Regions from separate parts of the Xenopus laevis genome. Here region 2 is linked to region 1. A link is a contact called in public Hi-C data. All regions are on one chromosome and are shown on one strand. The core of a region is the stretch at or near the end of the contact, and the rest is flanking DNA. Distances in the headings are between cores, read along the strand shown. Region 1 has its middle 62 kb from the start of ptch2.L. Region 2 has its middle 32 kb from the start of LOC121403048.

Evidence for each region. A called contact is a pair of places that touch in the nucleus more often than the background predicts.
Region 2: a Hi-C map of the XL177 cell line shows a contact between it and region 1, with 3 times the contacts expected there. The contact joins two enhancer-like sites. A contact is called at or near these places in 2 of 4 Hi-C or Micro-C datasets (the XL177 cell line and the XTC cell line).

Annotation. Positions count from the first base shown.
Region 1 is chr4L:85,772,493-85,775,626 of Xenopus_laevis_v10.1, reverse strand. No RefSeq gene overlaps it. Among protein-coding and RNA genes, the nearest start is that of ptch2.L, 62 kb to the right of the region's middle. Within about 2 kb of position 1,521, at least 1 of the 7 cell types and tissues checked has an H3K27ac peak or open chromatin away from gene starts, as enhancers often do.
Region 2 is chr4L:85,822,010-85,825,143 of Xenopus_laevis_v10.1, reverse strand. No RefSeq gene overlaps it. Among protein-coding and RNA genes, the nearest start is that of LOC121403048, 32 kb to the left of the region's middle. Within about 2 kb of position 1,718, at least 1 of the 7 cell types and tissues checked has an H3K27ac peak or open chromatin away from gene starts, as enhancers often do.

The DNA.
Region 1 (3,134 bases), core at 272-2,771:
CAATAAGAGCAAATGTTTTGGTGTGGTGGCCAGGGGCAATACACAGTGAGCAAAAGCACAGACAGCAAGATATAAGCAAAGAGAGACTCTTTCCTAATAAGGGAAAGAGATTTGTAGTCTCATTACCAGTTAAAAACAAGCCTTTTCACGTATAGAGATGTATTTATTTAACAGCTGATAAAAATAGTTGTCTGTGTTTCATCACAAAGAAGTGTTTCTGTAACACTATAAGAAGCAAAAGGAAAGAATGAAAACAACACTAAAAATTGTATTCTGTTTGTGAATTCCCATCCCTACTTTATATATTTTTCATTAGCTTTCGTATTTTGGCGAGTTTGAAATAATCGCTCTCCTTTCAACTCTCTTCAATCAATGGTTTATTCTTTAAAGTGAAACAATACTAGCAATTTTATTTTCTAATGACTTTAAAGGGTTCAAAATTGAATTTAGAAAATTAGACACCGTCTTTAGGAAACAAAGTCGAAAAATGCTAAATTTTTACAAAATAAATTCGAATTTTATTAAACACAGCTCACAATAACACATTTTACCATTGATTGCTTACCATTAGTCTTTACCATTATATCATCTTTTATGTAGAAATTGCCAATGCATGTCACAGAGATCGTTAGACATCAGTCTCTATCAATTAGAGCTTACAGTTTAAGGTCCCTACCTGGGCCAGTGCACCTGTATATATTTTCCTGTCGTGTTGAAGGAAACCCTCACATACACAGGGACAACATACATACTCCTTAAAGAATGTGCACTGGTCAGTATTGAACTTAGAACCCCAGCAGCTGTTCTCTCCAATAAGCCACAATGCCTTTCAATGTAAGAGAGAGAAACATTGCCTATAGCAGAAACAGAAAAGAAAATTGCTCTATTTTTAAGTTGTTTGCACTTTTTATACACATTCTCTTTTGGGTTATATTGTTGTTGCAAATAGTATCTGCTTCCTTTTTCGTCCTATTCCTATTGCAGTATAGAACAGTTGCTGCTGCCGTGGCATGTAAAAAAAACAAAAACAATTGACTGCAGATAACTGAACTTGTCCTGCCGGTTGGGGCTTCTTCAAGCTATCAGGTTTAGGTGGGCTTATAATTTATTACAGTATATCTAGCCTTGAGGGACTGAACATTTGCTTGTTTTTCTTCTGCAAATTAGAAATAGTCAGTCCAGTTTTGTAGGACTTATCATAAATTTGCAACCATATAAATCAGCAATAGTTTTTTAATTTGTTGCTTTAAATGCTGTGAGTCAAGGTTGTAAAGTGTACAGATGGCTTAAAACTGCAACCCCTCCCCCACTTATTTTTTGTTACCTCTCAGTTTAACCTTTTAATTTGTTTTTTTCCTTGTGCATTTCTGCTTTACTTTGCACCACCATGTAATAACCACCATTCTATAAAATGCAACCCTTGTCACCGTCTCTTTTCCTAATCCAGGAAGTTCCCATGTGCTTTTGGGCTTGTTCATTAATAAGCAGACCAACTATCCCACGGTTGTATTCTCTGCCTCACACTGCCCCCTGCTTCATTCTCATATGGCTTCTGGAATGCAAGATCTGTCTGCTCTCCAGCCTGTATATCTCCCACTGAGGCATTGCTAACTGCTTCAAACTCTGTGATCCCCTGCTGCGCTCTCCTTTGGTGACCACTACATTTCTTGTATCCTTGGATTTGGTATCACAGGCTGTGGTGCCCCCCCTGACATTTTTCAAAAACCCCAACAATTCATCTTTATTTATTTCTTACAGCTTATACTCATGTGTGTTTTCTTAAGGCAACATATGCGTTAATTAGTCCCCATTCAACCCTGTGGTCTATAAGAATAGACCCCTGACTTCTTCATAGGTCTCCTAGTTCAATAAACAGGTTTTGCCCTATGATAGAACACATTGGAATGTATCTCACAGTGACTGCCTGTTGGTGCAGACACCTAGTCCACCAGTCTTCTGTTCCACAAAAGGGTGCTGCTTCCTGACTATGTTCTGTCATTAACCCGTTCAATGAGAAAACCCACATCTACAACCCACATCCACCTGTGGCTGCTAAGGCCCATAGCAAAATCGACACAGCCTCCCCCAAACCTTCTAGAAAATATCCTATTATATATACATATCCTTAAATTCCAAACCATTTAAGACTCTAATGGGTCCTGTGCTAGTTCTGTTACTACTTTTTCTAACCAACTAAAACCATTATATCAGTTTAATATGGCCTTATGGCCAGGGTTGGACTGGGACACCAAGAAAAACCATTCCCTGACTTCCCCTCCTGGCCCCGATTGCCTCGTATCTTGTAGGAAAAAATGTTGGTATGGGGTTGCGAACTTGCGCCTGGGGTGTGGGTGGCAGAGGGGATGTCTGTCTATGGCGGTGTAGCAGTCATTCACTTGTGCAGAATGTGTATGATGCTGGCAGTTATGGGCAGATTTCAGTCAGAAAAGTGCATTTCATTGTTTTTGTGGCAAAATACATTGAAGTACAGACTGACAGATTGCACAGACGTTCTCTGTCGGTTGAAAAACACAGGAAGAGAATACTTCCTCTTTTCTACAAGCCTAAATATAGAATGATGAATACTCAAAGTTATCTCTACTTCTCTTTATCTATAAAGAGAAATGATATAAGCCCATTCCTGGCAGATGGATAATGTATCAATGGAGTTTGAGCTTTTTCCCTAATAAATATACATAAATATATACATATGAAGACCTTGGATAAGAGATAATCTGGAGAATATTAGTAGCACAAGTGAGGATCAAGTTAAATATATGATCTCCTTGTTTTTCACAGACTCTTTTGTCTCTAGATAAACCGTGATTGTGATCTTATCTGAACCGTTGTATGACATAAATTTCTAAGGGATTAATAGCCATTTTAAAAAGATAAAACACAAATATGTTATCAGGTGTTCAAATAGAAACTAAATATATTTCTACCATGCACACAGATATCTTTGAGACTCCCAGGAGATAATGGAAAAGTTAATCAGTAGGAACAAACAGCAGCACACCCAAGACCTTGAGCTCCCTGTGACGGTCTCATGCTACCCTGCCAACCATTTCCCCAGAAACTATGTGACACTAGAGCAGCTTTGTGCCAGCCACAGTCAGTATATAATCATAACA
Region 2 (3,134 bases), core at 469-2,968, 49 kb before region 1:
TAAATGGAACATTTTCTAATTGGACCAATGTTGTTAGTGGAGTACCGCAGGGCTCTGTACTAGGTCCCTTGCTTTTCAACTTGATTATTAATGACCTGGAGGTGGGCATTGAAAGTACTGTTTCTATTTTTGCAGATGATACTAAATTGTGCAGAACTATAGGTTCCATGCAGGATGCTGCCACTTTGCAGAGTGATTTGTCTAAACTGGAAAACTGGGCAGCAAACTGGAAAATGAGGTTCAATGTTGATAAATGCAAAGTTATGCACTTTGGGAAAAATAATATAAATGCAAGTTAAACACTGAGGGGTCCGTTTACTAAAGTGCGGTAAATCTGACTTTAAGTTTCCGCATGTTATCGCTGAGAATATTTTTACGCCAGAATATTCGCAGCGACTAAGTTTACTAAACAGCGATGCGCTCAGAAGTCATTGTGATCACTTGCGGTAACTACGTTAAGGAACCAGCTTACGTTAGCGGTAATTTTAGCGAGTTGCGAATTTTCTGGCGAAAAATTACGTTTTTGCGAATATTTATGCTATAAAATAGTCTTGTTTTATGGCGGTTATTATGGCAATTTTTACTGTGACATTTATGGCCAGAAATGCATCTTCAAAACTTATAAACTTTATTGACTGATGATTATACCATCCAACAACATCACCAGAGTAACACCAATCAAACATTTATGCATCATATAAACTCTTCTGCCAATAGAATCATAGGAAATGATACCAGTCAATCTCTTTGCTTCATAGAAATGCACAGTTTAATGTAGCCAATCCCAATGAAACCAAAGTGTAGAGGCTGACGAATCCTTGGACTGTGATGCCACTGCCAATAATACGCCTCTGAGCTGAAACTGCTGCTGTTGTACCAGATAGAAGCAGAAGCCAAAACATCCTGTCAGCAATAGCTACAGATCTCCCTCCTGTCAGCAAAGAATGATGGGTAAAAAAAAAACATTATTATGGGATATTTCCTGCCCCTTGAGAATTTTCTGGCGGAAAAAATACTTTTACGCCACTTCATATGTGGCGGTAAAAGTTTGCGAATATTCTGGCGTTAATTTTGTCTTTAGCACATTTCGCTGTTTAGTAAACCATGCGTTAATGTGTACGTAGCGTTATTTTCAGCAAATGCGATAACTGGCGAACAATTATTCTTGCGCAAGAAAATTCGCAAATTTATATTTACCGCAGGTTAGTAAACTGGCGATAACATATTTGGCGAAAATTCTGTCTATATATTGTGCGAATATTTTTAACGCACTTTAGTAAACGGACCCCTAAATGGCAGTGTGTTGGGAGTTTCCTTAAATGAGAAGGATCTAGGGGTCTTTGTAGATAACAATCATCTTTCTATACAGGACCTCTACTATTTATAGTCCAGTCTCATATTCAAATCAATACACGGTTGCTATGGGCACTAGCAACCAGATTGCTGAAAGGCCAGACTGGAGAGCTGCTGAATAAATAGCTAAATAACTCAAAAACTATAAAAAAAAATGTATATCAATTACAAATTGTCTCAGACAAAAAGTTAACTCATAGATGAATAACCAGCTGTTATAATTGCTACAATAGTTGTCAATATTCCATAGATACTGTTAGATGCAAATGGTAAAAGTTAAGTGTCTGCACCTGGACAGCTTTGGACTTGGGGCCCCCAAGCCCTCACCCAAGATGCAAAGCGCCCTCTGGCCTCCCTCCCTGAGCCACAACATCCCCCCAGCCCCCCACACTTACCTTTTTCACCGTGCCGGGGGCAAGCTTCCGAGCAAGGACTGGGACTGGGCCTATGAGGGCCGGGGTCCACCGGGGTCCCTCTGCTTATGCACAGCAAGGCTGGGAAGATTTTCATTTATGAACCCACTTTTAACTTTTACTGAAGATATGACAATAAAGGAGATGAAGATGGGATGCATTATCACTGATTCCTTAATTTTCTCTCCACAATAAAAATCTCATAAAGGCTATGGGAATCATGAAGTTCCTGGATACAAGCGGGCAAGAATGTTTATCAGTGCAGAACAGTGTGTGCATGTCAAACAAAACCAGGACTTAGGTCTTAGGCTCACTGTTCGTTGGATATCACCTTGTAATGTGACATTGAAAGTATAGTACTGTAGAGATGTGAGTATATACTTTTCCTTGTAATGTGGCAGGCCTTACCTACGTATGTGTACTATGTGGGATAAACAGGCAGTCTGAAGGGTGCAGTCAGGCAGAAAAAAAGAATTGAATCACTGGCAGCCACTTTGAAAAGAGGTTATATATGTCTGCTATTTGTTCTGTTGCAATCGTTTCTGTATTTATTGCAGCCTTCTCCTAGTAACAGCGAAAGAAAGCATATGCTATTAACCATTTAAGTCCCTGAAGGTCACAAAATGTTTTGACTAGACAGCATGGATATTTAGGTGTGTTCAGTTAACAAACTGATAAATCCTAAAAACTAAAACAAACAAACTGATAAATCCTAAAATAAAAATAAAACACAATGAACCTGAAAATGTACATTACAGGCCACAGCACACGCAAACATTCACAAACTACACTTACTAGATAAAGGCACCTCCCCTCTACAATGGGTTCAGACAGCAGCAAGGAAATCCAATTCAGTTCCTATACCTTGTAATCCTCATCAATGAAATACACAACTCCAGCATGTCAATACCATAATCAAACATTCCTTGTCAGTAGCCAATACCACAGCACGTACAATCTCTAATTCCAATGCTTACTCACAATAAGCCTAATTTAAGGCATACCTCCCAACATTGTTGCAGTGCAGCAAATTTTATTGACCACACCCATTTTTTGGCCACACCCTCTAATTACCATGTTCATTTTACAAAATTTGGCAGGTTATGAATGTTTAAACATATTTCCGTTTTTTTCCAGTTACTGCAGTTTTGCTAATAAAGGTGAGTTGCCCTTTAAGTTGTGAGTCTGACTTGTTATCATATATTGTTACAATTACTTATTTGCTTATCTCAAAATTGTTACAAAAGTATCTTATCTGCAGCTGTGGCTGTTCTGGGCTCTCTGTCAAAAGCCAATTAAGTTAGAAACTTTGTTTTTTTTTCTGGCTGTTCAGTGCAGAGAAAATAGGGACTTTCCAGTACAAATGAG